Regions from separate parts of the Sus scrofa genome. Here region 2 is linked to region 1. Evidence: chromatin contacts called from public HiChIP or PLAC-seq data. All regions are on one chromosome and are shown on one strand. Each heading gives the region's core, a stretch centred on a gene start, on an enhancer-like site or on the middle of the called end of the contact. The rest is flanking DNA. Distances are from core to core; before and after follow the strand shown.

The links. HiChIP or PLAC-seq counts read pairs in DNA pulled down with a chosen protein or histone mark.
Region 2: an H3K27ac HiChIP or PLAC-seq map of alveolar macrophages shows a contact between it and region 1. The contact joins two enhancer-like sites. A contact is called at or near these places in 1 of 5 promoter capture datasets (liver) and 1 of 2 datasets of contacts at active chromatin or transcription factors (alveolar macrophages).

Annotation. Positions count from the first base shown.
Region 1 is chr2:114,344,066-114,350,922 of Sscrofa11.1, reverse strand. All of the region lies in intron 7 of PJA2 (E3 ubiquitin-protein ligase Praja-2), which reads left to right. Among named protein-coding and RNA genes, the nearest start is that of PJA2, 330 kb to the left of the region's middle. Within about 2 kb of position 4,067, at least 42 of the 83 cell types and tissues checked have an H3K27ac peak or open chromatin away from gene starts, as enhancers often do. A contact at or near this core is called in alveolar macrophages, where this site is marked.
Region 2 is chr2:114,681,725-114,688,581 of Sscrofa11.1, reverse strand. All of the region lies in intron 1 of MAN2A1 (alpha-mannosidase 2), which reads right to left. Among named protein-coding and RNA genes, the nearest start is that of MAN2A1, 9.4 kb to the right of the region's middle. Within about 2 kb of position 4,256, at least 1 of the 83 cell types and tissues checked has an H3K27ac peak or open chromatin away from gene starts, as enhancers often do. A contact at or near this core is called in alveolar macrophages, where this site is marked.

The DNA of each region.
Region 1 (6,857 bases), core at 2,818-5,317:
AAATACTAATTAATAGAAGAAAAACTGTTGGTGAGTATTACACAGCAATGGGAATGAATGAGCCACAGTTACTTGCAAAACATGGATGAATCTTAAAGATAGGGTACTGAGTGAGAACAACCATTCCTGGAAAAATGTATATGATATCTATTTCATAAAGCTTAAAAACAAGCAGTAGTAAATATCTTGTTTAAGTATACAAGAATAGTGAAAACACCTTTCAAAAAGCAATGGAATAACGATAGCATCAACAAAATAATACTTTTCTCTGGAGGATCAGGCCAGGGGATAGGAAAATTGTAGAACACATGATATATGCTAATCAATGGTAATTTGTAGTTCCTGGCTTGAGTGGTAGGTTTATGAATGTTCAATATAATATGCTTTAAACTTAACTAGATTGTATATATTTTGTCTTTGAAAAAAAGGGGGGGGGTTACAAAATAAAGGGAACTGAAAGTGGATATAGTCACCATGCCTGATTCTCTACAAAAGGGAAGTGACCACAGGTGGATTTGAGGCCAAGAAAAGTGTTGTCCTAACCCCTAAAAAACTGGAAGCATGAATGTTTGCTTATAGAATGTTGAAGAAGAGAGTAACTGATAACTATGATAACTGATAGGACAGAATGAAGCTCTTGAGAAGATGAGAAGGGTTTGGATCAGAGCTCAGGGAGAGGGTGTGTAGGGGCAGAGACTCTTCCATTGTAACAAGTGGGAAGATAACAGGTAGATGTTTCTCCAGTGACTTGAGTATTCTCGTTGTTACTAGATGTTGAGAGATGGAGAGGATAAGAAGTTAAAAAAAAAAAAAAGGTGGAAAATGGGCTTTCAGAGAGCTGGACAATACTGAGTGTACAGTAATTGCTGGACAGTAGTGTATTTTTGAGATGTCTTTTGGAATTTCAAGTTAAGCATCATCACACTTGTGTATTTTTTTCTGTAGGCTTTTACAGCTGTATTGACTTTACAAACATTTTATGTAAATACTCAATTTTTAGTGAAAATTTAATAATTTTTTTCCACTAATCAACACTAAATTTACTAGAATAAAAAAACAATTCTTCAGCTTACATGCTGGAATTCCATCTTTCCATCTGCATGATATGGAACAGGGTACTATTGATTTTGTAAACTGTAATTCCTATTTGTTTTTCAACTCTTGATTCAAATTTCATTTACTTTCCTTCATACTTTACCTCTTCAAGATAGGGATTTGAAATGTTAAGCATATGCTATACAATTAGAATTATTAAAAATGAGTTTATGGAGTTCCCATTGTGGCTTAGCAGTTAAAAACCTGACTAGTATCCCTGAGGATGCAGGTTCGATCCCTGCCTCACTCAGTGGGTTAAGGATCTGGCATTGCTGTGAGCTGTGGTATAGGTCACAGGCGTGGCTTGGATCTGGTGTTGCTGTGGCTGTGGTGTAGGCTGGCAGGCTACAGCTTTGATTCAACCCCTAGCCTGGGAACTTCCACATGCTGCAGGTGTGGTCCTAAAAGGCTCCCCCCACCCCCCAAAAAAAGAATTTATACCTAAAGCTTAGCAACTACGTAAATGTATGTGTGTCTTAAGTTATAAAATGAAAACCAGTTAAATACCATTTAACTAAGAATGTTAATCTCCAGTTTACAGGGCTCCCCCATGGTCATAAATTTGACTGCGTTTTCGAGGCATTTTTTGTCCATTTTGTCCCACAGTGCCAGGAATGCTTATTCCCAAGTCTGGCGAAGATTTTGTTGACAGGCCACTCAATATGCTCTTACTGGAGTAGGCCTTATTAACAGTAGCCACAGGTTCTGAACCACCTGTCTTACTAGGCTGTTATGGTCCAAGAAATTATTCCCTTATTGTGTTTTCTCATATCTAGAGTTATACTGTTATGATCACTGATCTCATATGGAACTGTATATCATTTTATCAGAGACTTAGTTACACAATTGGCAATGTCAGAAATAGTAATTTTGTAAAAACAGTTAATGAAAATAGATTTAAATACCATTTAACGAGTTCCCATCATGGCTCAGTGGTTAACGAATCCGACGAGGAACCATGAGGTTGTGGGTTCGATCCCTGGCCTTGCTCAGTGGGTTGAGGATCTGGCGTTGCCATGAGGTGTGGTGTAGGCCACAGATGCGGCTTGGATCCCGCATTGCTGTGGCTCTGGCATTGGGTGCCAGCTATAGCTGCGATTAGACCTCTAGCCTGGGAACCTCCATATGCCATGGGAGCGGCCTAGAAAAGGCAAAAAGACAAAAAAAAAAAAAAAAAAAAAAAAAAAATTTAACTAGGAATGCTCTCCAAAATTTTATAAAATAAATTTCTTGTAATAAATAGCTGTATTATTTTACAAAAGCATCAGCCCTTTAAAATATTGGTGTTAACCTGAAGATTTAATATTCTGTGCTGTTAATAATGGATACTTGAATTGCTGATTTATTAAGAAAGCAGCTCAGATTTGTAAAATCAGAGTAGTTAGTGTTTTCAGGGATTTAATTTGATTTGTCTGCCTTTCATTTTCTTTATGTCTTAGGAAATTCTATGATGCATGATTACATAATAGCATATTTTAAAATTTTAATGAAAATTTCTTTAAAATATTCAGTATTGTTTATTAATATGTCTTGGTAAATTTAATATTGTTTTTCCAGTAATATTATTAAATTTAGTGTCTGTTATTGAGGAATAGAGATCTTTAATCATGAAGCATAGACCATATAGAGAGTAACAGTCTCTTTATCTGAGGCTTTGAAGTAACAGCGTAGCCTATAATCAAGAAAATATGATGCTGGTGGTATTGCAAGATTTTCCATTGGAAGTAGACTGCGGGGATAGATGATGGGGCATTTTTGGCTTCCTGTTACAGCAGCAGCATTCATTTCCTCCAAACTGTGCTGAAATTGCTCAAAAGGAAAGGGCAGATAGGCAATTTTCCTTCCCAGGTGAAATACCTATGACATTGGTAGTAGTGGTAGTAGGGCTTCCACATTTTCCATCTACTAGATATTTTTTTTAGAATTGACCCTTTGGAGACTTGATTAGATAATATGACATTTTAAGCCTCATAAATTACTGTTTAATGATGTAATGGCATTTTGTCAATTTTTGAATTACCAAAATGAAGAAAGGGCATTGACACTGTAAATTTTTGTGAATGTATTACATATGGTGTGTGTGATGTGCATATGTGTACATGTGTAGGGAGAAAGAAGATACTACAGAAAGATTTTCAAAGCTTTTTAAGCATTTAAATTTAAACATTATATACTTACATTCCCATGGGAATATTTGTTTCTCCTGTTAGCTACACAAAAATGAAAGATATTTTTCATCCTATTATGAATCTTTTTTTTTAAGATTAAGATTACTTTTGTCAAAAGTAATCTCTGGCCAAGCACAGTGCCGCTCTTGTAGCCTGACAAATTTGGGGTTAAATGGTAAATAAACTTTATGTAACATATTGAAAGCATATGCCATGTAGCCTTATTTTTTTGTTTCTGTTATAGTGAGTCATGAAAGACAGAATCAAATGTTTAAACAAAATATGTAGCCAAGAATTGTTTATAATGATGTTATAAACTGTTTAGCTTCAGCATGATTTATTTTAGTTTTCTTCTTTTTTGAATTAAAGAACTGATAAATTAATTTTATTTCATATACTACAGCATTTTCACTGGTATATTTGTTTTATATTAAGTATCTGAAGTAACAGTTATTTTGATAGCTGTATAATAGAAAAAAAAAGTACTTCTTGTAGGCATATATTAGAATTACAAACATTTCCAAGGACTGTTCCAGACTTAATGTCTAAATTACTTGACTTTTAAAAGATTATTTTTCAAGGTTTTATTACTACATTTGCAGCACATAGAGAGCACCTATTATGTGTCGAGAACTTGCTACAGGGAATGAGGCTACAGTGATTAGAGACAACATTGTATATGCCCTTCCCAGTTTCCCAGTCTAGGAGGAGACAAAATGAGTCACCACAAGGGTTACTGCACAGCACAAGTTCTGGTTATGCTGTTTCATCAGTCCCTGCCCTGGTCCTGCCCACAACAGCAAAGAATTGAAACTGCAGGCACGTTACAGCATGTTTATTAAAGTGAAAGTACATTCTCAGAGAGCGCGGACACCCTGTGAGTAGGAACTGGCCCTGCTTTACAGTTGGATTTCCCTTATATCCCCATACTACATACCTGAGTGGGGACATGATTTCTTCCACCCCAGGCCCACTGATTATTGTTGCCCTAGCCCACTGTGTATGTATGAGGGCGTTGATTGGTCTGCAGGTAGGGCATTTTGATTCCCTAATTGGGCTTAGGCAGGATGCCTTATTTGCGTGAGGTACAGGTTATGGGGGGAAGTTCCCCAGAGAGTCCCCTGATGTTGTGCCTGCCATGTTCTTATTGCCCCTGTAGAGGTTGGGTGAAGAGTGGGGCAACATTCCTTTCCTAGTAGGGAGTAGGAAGGGGTAAGCCAGTAGCTCAAGGTGGGGGAAGGGGCACTACAGTGAGATCTGTGGGGTGGTGATAAGGGTCTGGTAATTCTTGTCTTGTCCAGAGGCTTTGAGTTCAGTCCTCTTGAAGGGGACTTGAAACCTAACACTCTCATAAAGGTGTGAAGAGGGATCTGCTGCTAAGAAACTTCTATTTTTATTTTGTTTTTTAAAGCCATTTGGGGCTTAATTTTTCAATGGACCTAATTTTTATGCACAAAAGGAAAACATCCAGTATCTTTACATATTAGACATTTAAAATGTAACAAAATAAGCACATTTTCTTATGTTACTTACTCTGATTTTACTAGACTCTTATAAACCTGTTATTCTAAAGTGTAGTTTAGGATATGAAATTAGAGAAACATTGATGAGTTTAGCTATATAAAGAGGTAGTGTTTCTATGTATTTAAAATGTGTTGATTCTTTTTTTTTTTTTTTTTTTTTTTTTGTCTTTTTGCCATTACTTGGGCCGCTCCCGCGGCATACGGAGGTTCCCAGGCTAGGGGTCGAATCGGAGCTGTAGCTGCCAGCCTACGCCAGAGCCACAGCAACGCAGGATCCAAGCCGAGTCTGCAGCCTATACCACAGTTCACAGCAATGCTGCCGTTAACCCACTGAGCAAGGGCAGGGATCGAACCTGCAACCTCATGGTTCCTAGTTGGATTCGTTAACCACTGCACCATGACGGGAACTCATTTTTTTTTTTTTTTTGTAAAATGTGTTGATTCTTATTTTGGGCATTGTCTATATCTCTTTCATAAACATTTTTACTCCTGAAGTTAAATGTACATTATTAGAATGAATAGAGCTGTTCAAGTTGAAAGTTGTAAATTGTTATATAACATTATTTCTCATCTTAAAATCCAAACTAACATTAAATTTCACCAAGACTATGCTCTAATTTTATCCTGCTTCTGATATACTAACAAATATTTTTTATTAAATAAAATGAGTAAGAAAATCCCGTGGAGTAATGTAGTTTTCTATTATAGTTTTCTTAATATAAATTCAAAAAGTACCTTTTATTCAGTCATTGCAGCCTTGAAATACCTTTTTGATCTTATATATTATAATTTAAGATTTTTCTCTTTAGTGTTTGTTTTCCAGTTTTTGGTGTTTTGTCTTTTGCATGAGTGTTTAATATGTATGTTGTGAAATTTAACAGTTTGTTTACCTATGGCCTTAAGGTTTTGCATCATGCGACACTGGGATATTTGTAAAATTTTCTCTCATGATTTTTTAGTACTTTTGTTTTAGTGGTTTTGGGAGGTGCACATGCATTTTTTTTTGAAAAGTAGACTTAGGATTTATTTAAGTGTAAATAAGGATAGAGATTTAACCTCCTTCCCTCCCTCCAGGTGGATACCCAGTTGTCCCAACATCATTTATTACGTGATCCTTTTCCCTATAGTTTTGAAATGCTTCTTGCATCTCTTTCTTGTTTTCTTTATCTGTGCCATTAATTTCTCTGTCCCTGATTCTGTAAGCTTATTTTCTAGTGACAGTATGACTAACAATAAGGCAAATAAGAAAATGATAATTAGAAATAAGTTTTGTAATGAAAATAGCTGAGTAATTATGGTAGCCAGTGACTAGTGAGTTATTTGAAATGGGTGGTCAAGACAGGCTTCCCTGAAAGAAGTGACATTTAGTCTGACCTGAAAACCAAGGAGGGAGTGGCTATGCAAAAGTCTAGTGAAAGTAACTTCAGGTAGAGGAAATAGCCCCAAAGTGGAAAGATCTCCATGTGCTCCAAGAGTAGAAGGAATAGTAGGAGTAAATGGAGGGGAGAGTGAGGAGGAACATAGGAACATTTGGAGAAGAGGTCCGAAGAAAGCATGTATCATGTAGATTTGTAGGCCAGATTGAGCAACTTGGGATTTTATTTCAGTTGTGAAGGGAAACTACTCAAGATCAGGGCTTAAAAATTCAAATTTGAGTTCCAGTTGTGGCTCAGCAGAAGCAAACCCGACTAGTATCCAAGAGGACACAAGTTTGATCCCTGGGCTCACTCAGTGGGTTAACAATTTGGCACTGCCATGAGCTGTGGTGTAAGTCACAGACATAGCTCATATCTGGCATTGCCATAGCTGTGGTGTAGGCCAGCAGCTGCAGTTCCAATTAGACCCCTAGCCTGGGAACTTCTATATGCCATGGGTGTAGTCCTAAAATAAAAAAATAAATAAATTCTAATTGTCTAGGATGAGTTTTTCTTATTTTTCTCCTTAAAAGGAGAAAATACAGAAACATAAATAAGTGTATCAAATAAATAGATTCTCATGTAATTAGGAGCTATTTCTATATACATATGACCCTGTAACAAATTTGCTTCCCTTTTAAATAATTTTACATTTA
Region 2 (6,857 bases), core at 3,007-5,506, 340 kb before region 1:
ATCTAGATTGAATATTCTCTTAGTTTTCTTCCAGGTCTAAAATTTTCTATGAAACTAATTCTCCAACGCTGCTTTTCTCAAGCAGCTTCTTGACACATTCAATAACTTTGAATGGTTCAATACCATCGAACTCATAACTCCGCACACTGGCTCTCAGGGCACCTCACAATCTGATCTCAAACTACTTACTATGTTTTCCCAAATCCTCTTTACAAGATTATAAACCAAACCAGTCTCCTCACCTCTTCTCATGGTGCCAGGCTCCTTCATGACTCCAAGACTGTGGAAGCACTGTACTTCACACTAGGAGTGTTCTTTCTCCTTTCAAAATTCTACCCAATCAGAAAAGCCTAGCTTCACATAAAAGAATGAAATTAGAACACTTCCTAACACCATACACAAAACTAAACTCAAAACAAATTAAAGACCTAAATATAAGGCCAGATACTATAAAACTCTTAGAGGAAAACACAGGCCAAATATTCTCTGACATAAACCACAGCAACATCTTCTCAGATCCACCTCCTAGAGTAATGACAATAAAAACAAAAATAAACAAATGGGACCTAATGAAACTTACAAGTTTCTGCACAGTAAAGGAAACCCTAAACAACACAAAAAGACAACCCACTGAATGGGAGAAAATATTTGCAAATGAAACGACTGACAAGGGATTAATCTCCAAAATTTATAAACACCTCATACAGCTCAATATCAAAAAAACCAAACACCCCCATCACAAAATCGGCCGAAGATTGAAACAGACAATTCTCCAAAGGAGACATACAGATGACCAAGATGCACATGAAAAGATGTTCAATATCACTCATTATTAGAGAAATGCAAGTCAAAACCACTGCAATGCATCACCTTATACCAGCCAGAATGGCCATCATCAAAAAGTCTACAAACGATAAGTGCTGACGAGGGTGTGGAGAAAAGGGAACCCTATTACGCTGTTGGTGGGAATGTAAATTGTGCAACCACTGTGGAAAACTCTATGGAGATTCCTCAGAAAACTAAAAAGAGAATTAACATTTGATCTAGCAATATCACTCCTGGGCATCTATCCAGAGAAAACCATGACTCAAAAAGACACATGTACTACAATGTTCACTATATACAATAGCCAAGACATGGAAACAACCTAAACGCCCATCGACAGAGGAGTGGATAAAGAAGATATGGTACATACATACAACGGAATAACACCCAGTCATTAAAAGGAAAGAAATAACGGCATTTGCAGCAACCTGGATGGACCTACAAATTGTCATGCTAAGTCAGTCAGACAATGAGACACCAACATCAAATGCTATCACTTACATGTGGAATCTAAAAAAAGGACAGAACGAACTTCTTTGCAGAACAGATACTGACTCACAGACTTTGAAAAACATACAGTTTCCAAACGAGACAGGTGGGGGCGGGGTTTGGGATGGAAATGCTATAAAATATGGTTTTGATGATCACTGTACAACTATAAATGTAATAAAATTCATCCAATAATAAAAAAAAAAAAGAAAATCCAAGCTTCTGTCCCATGTTCTTTGGTCAATTTGAGCTAGACCATTACATGAACTTAGAATTCTCTTTAAGTCCTTTGCCCTCATATTAAAAATATATATAAAATCATGGGCTCTTGTTTTATTCTTAGTTCCTATATCCCCAGAATCTACAACAGTGCCTAGTACATAATAGGTACTTCATAAATCTCTGTTCATTGCTAATAACTAGCATTGATTGAGCATTTGCTATGTATCGGGCACTGTTCTAGCTTTTTAAAATTAACTCTTTCAAGAAATAATTAAGTAACAATTGTCTCTAATTGTCTCACAAATGGCAGTTGTGTCTCCTCAAATAACTAAGAAGCTCTATCAAAGCAACATATCTAGTATGTCTATCACAATTTCCATAGTACCTAACATGCAGTGAGTCATCGAATACATGCTGGTTGTAGTACAACAGAAATGTCACTGAATTATAGGCTAATAAGCATATTCCAATTATGTTATGACTAGTTATGGGACCTGGGGCAAAAACAGCTGAGGTTCTGTGTACATGTCCGTATCCTTATCTGAAAAATTACCTAACCTGGAAAGGCCCTCCAAACTCCAAAAATTCTGTCTGACTTTTTCATATTATGACTTTTAAAGGGGGTACTGATGACTGTTAAGAGAATGACTACCTTACTGGATTCTAAAAACACAAACTCAGGAAATTTTTTTTTTTTTTTTTGTCTTTTTAGGGCCACATCTGCAGCATATAGAGGCTCCCAGACTAGGGGTGGAATTGGAGCTACAGCTGTCAGCCACAGCCACAGCCACAGCCTTGCCAGATCCGAGCCACATCTGCAACCTACACCATAGCTCATGGCAACGCCAGATCCTTAACCCATTTGAGTGAGGCCAGGGATTGAGCCTGTGTCCTTATGGATGCTAGTCAGATTCGTTTCCACTGAGCCATAACAGGAACTCCAAATTCAGGATTTTCTACTGTAGAAAATAATTCTGAGAAGGATTCATACTCTTAGGCTTCCACCCTCTATGCTTCACAGGTAAAAATGTTATCATGAAGAAGAGTATCTATAAATTCCACAATCCTCCACACCTGTGCTAAAAGAAGAGAGTAAATGCTACAGAGTACTTCTGAGGTCCCAAAGTACAGCCTCACCCTGAAGAGGAAGAGCTTGCCATTACAAAAGAAAGTATCATCAGTCCTGGAAGAAACACGTTTAACTGAAAAAGAAAAACAGTAGCCAAAAAAAAAAAAAAAAAAATTTGCAAGTTCCCTAGTTCTCCAGACTCCTGATTTAGGACAATGGGGTTCACTGGTAGGATCAGGTCCCATTTGGGCTCTGCTCTCCCTTTGCAAAAAGCATTTAATTTCTCTGGATTTCTGAAGGTGACTACTTGCAAAGGAAGCCAATATGGAAATCCATTTAAGTACAAAAAAATGAACAAATGTAAATAATTAAAAAAAAAAACACTTAACACTGAAAGACAAACATCATATTATATCACCTATATGAGGAATCTAAAAAAAAAGGATACAAATGAACTTATCTGCAGAACAGAAACAGACTCACAGACTTTGAAAAACTTATGGTTATCAAAGGGGACAGGATGGGGGGGTGGGCGGGATGAATCAGGGGTTTAGGACTGGCATATGCACCCTGTGGTATATGGAATGATTGGCCAATGGGACCTGCTATACAGCACAGAGAACTCTACCCAGTAGTCTGTGATAATGTATGTGGGAAAAGAATCTGAAAGATAATGGATATGTGTATATGTATGACTGAGTCATTCTGTTGTACAGCAGTAAATATCACAACATGTAAATTAACTATACTTCAATAAAATTAAAAAAAAAAAAAACACTTAAACGTTGCACCACCACTCAGTGAGCTGCATTACACTCATTTTGTTCAGACTAAGTGTGCTGCACTTTGAGGATGACAATAAAACCTTTGAGGACACAAATACGATGGTGGCCGGTGCCACGAGGAATGATGAAAGTCACATATAATTGCTAAGAAGCATGAAGAAGAATCAAAATTAACAGGAATTAATGACTCCTGGATAAGAAGAGTATCTCAGCGCCCCTTCAGACATCCTGGTAGTTAGTTCTTTGCCTCCAAGCTGAGCAGCCCTCAGGGGCCCAGAGAGGTCTGCCAAATTCTAGCCTAAATCTATGCTCTACGAAGATACTTGAACCCATGTTCTCTTTCCACAGTACTAGGCAGTTAAATAGGCTCTAAATTTCACCATTCTGTGAATTTCAGCAAACCCAAGATACATAAAGTCACGGTTTGCAATTTCCAGACTGGATCAATTTTGCGTAGTTCATGTCTCAGAACCCCTCTGTCCCAGAGTGGTCTTGGAGTGCGAAATCTTCAGGTGATAGAAGGGAAAACAAATTCAACATCTCAAGCACATCCATGCTCTAGCCTAGAAGTTCCCTAAGGTGCTTGGGAATCTATGAAACACATAGATACCACGAGTTTCCAACTACACTCTCAAAACACTAAGTTTAGTTTGAGTAATGCTTATCTAATAACCAGCTTATGAGAATTTTGTTTGGTTTTAATTAACCTCTGCTTCAACAGATCTAACCATACTATTTGCCTCTAACATTAACAATAAAGTTTAAAACAGGGGTTGGCAAACTTTTTCTGCAAAGGGCCAGACAGTAAGTAGCTTGGGCTTTGTGAGCCACACCATTCCTTACGTAACTACTGAATTCTGCCCCTATAAAACAAAAGCAGCCAGAGACGATTCAACTTGCAGAGGAATAAGTGTGTCAATGTCATGAAATACTTCCCCATTTAAAAACGTAAGAGGGAGTTCCCATCATGACTCGGCAGAAATGAACCTGACTAGCATCCATGAGGACACAGGTTCGATCCCAGGCCTTGATCAGTGGGTTAAGGATCCAGCATTGCCATGGTGTAGGGTGCAGATGCGGCTCAGATCTGGCATTGTTGTGGATGTGATGCGGCTATCGCTCTGATTAGACCCATAGCTTGGGAATGTCCATATGCCGCGGGTGTGGCCCTAAGAAGACAAAATAATAATAATAATAATAAAATAAAAATGTAAGAATCATTCTTGGAGTTCCCACAGTGGCACAGGTGGTTAAGAATTCGAATGCAGTGGCTTGGGTCACTATGAAGGTGCTGGTTCAATGCCTGGCTTGGGAACTTCCATATACCATATACCATAATGGTGTGTGAAGCCATTAAAAAAAAAAAAGGAATCATTCTCAGCTTGTGGCCCTACAAAAACAGGTGGCAGGCAAGACTGGGCCCACAGTTAGCTGACTTCAGCAGAGTTCAAGACCAAAGACCTTGGTTCAAAAGGGAAGGAATGAGACTATTTGCCCACAACTTCATTCTTTTTCTACCCTCACCTCTTCCCCCTTTCTTAAAAAAGGCTATTTAGAACAAAATAAAACAAACAGGAAGGAAATCTCCATCCACTTTATTTTCCAGTTTCTTTCCCTGCTCTTTCTAACCTCAAGAAGGAATACAAAATACAGTAACCAGAATCATCAGAATTAACAGAAATAAAACAAGTAATACACTGAAGAAAGTAAAACGCTTGTCTGAGAAAATTTCAGGCATCTTGAATTATTTTACACATGCCTCTTATGCTACTTTATTACTACTCATTATATCTTACCTTTCAATGCTAAAAGGGCAAGGGGAATAAATCCAGACTACTGCTAATCTCTAATTCATCTTGTGGAAAGTAAAAGACAATCTATTTACTTTAACCTGACCATATGCTTTTCTCAGAATAATAACTATATCCATTTTAAAAAAATTAATGTCATTATAGCAACCTTCCATTTTTAGCTTCCAAATGAACAAAATCTACCCTTGTGTTTTCTGTAACATATTGCAATGGGAACCCTAAAAATGTAAGTGAATTTTGAGCAGCTAGAGAAAGGATACATTTCAATCATCAAAAGAAAAAAAAAATGCTAGTTATCCCTTTGAGTATTAGACTTAAGCTGTTTGATCACTTTCTAAAATGCAAACTGCTAACTAAGGGTATAAAAAATAGGCCTTTGGCTAGACTACAGCCAAGGCGGTTTTCAACTGGGTTGATTCTTCCCCTGGAAGACATTTAGCAATGTCTAGATACATTTTTGATTACTACAAGTCAGGGAAAGGTCTTTCTGGCATATATTAGGTAGAGACCAGGGATGCTGTTAAACATGCTACAATGCACAGGACAGCCCCCTACACCAAAGAATCCAGCCCCAAATGTCAAGAGCAAAGAGTCTGTGAGGCAGCCAAAGGTAGAGTATGCACAGGTTCAAACTAGTGTGCTTCAAGGTTGATCTCTTCTTTAGATATATTGAATTTATAAATTTAACATAAAATATTTACTGGATACCCACTTTGTGCAGGTCTGCATAAATGTATGAATAACATTACCTTAAACACAATGTCTAATAGAAAAGCTACGTTGTAACCCCAAGAGACTGAGTTAATTCAAAGCAAATGATTTACCTCCTCCCCATCACAAGGTAAAGTTAGCAAAATTCAAGCCCTAGATCTGAACTCCATTTCAGTGCAATTTACCCTCGAACCTGAGACATTGTTTCAGCCTTAAAAAATGGAAGCTTTGGAATAAAACTTATAACTGAAACAGAAACCGGTTTTAGCTAAAATGGTCTACTTCCTCTTCTGATCAACCTGCTAATCACAACTACAAAAAAGAAGCAAAATCCCCCCTTTAGAGTTCCCTCTCTTCTCTTTAGTTCTGCATGTACCATAAAAGCTGATGCTACCAGGAACTTGCCCACCAAGACAGAAGGCGCCAAAAATGCACTAAGGCCTTTACAACCCAACAACCAAAGGCTATATCCCAGCTGTTGAATAGCCTCCCATTTTTTTTTAAAGATCTCCGAGTGAGAAACAAAGGAAAAGTAAGATCATTGGGCTCAAAAAACTAAGAGCGAAGCAGGGAATCAGCAGCAGCTACTGAACCACTCCTAGGAAAATCTCAACATTTAGTCCAGCCTGTTGAAAAGGCCAACATTTTAACAGTTCTCACCCAAATCGATAGCTGACTCAAAATAAAAACAAAAAAAGAAATAAAAGTGGTAATTTCAGTCAGTGTTTTACTCACAGCCCAGATAGCCTTTAATACTAATTAATGAGTCACAGAGAAAATCCTTTTCAGATAAAGAGGATTGCAACATCTTCCAAGCAAAAGGAGTTGTTTAGGCCATGATAGCAGTGCTGATCTGGGAACAACACATTCACAAGTCAATTAAAAAAATAATAAACTTAAGCCTTCAGACCAGATTCAGTCATAAGTGTTATGCCCCCTTTGGTG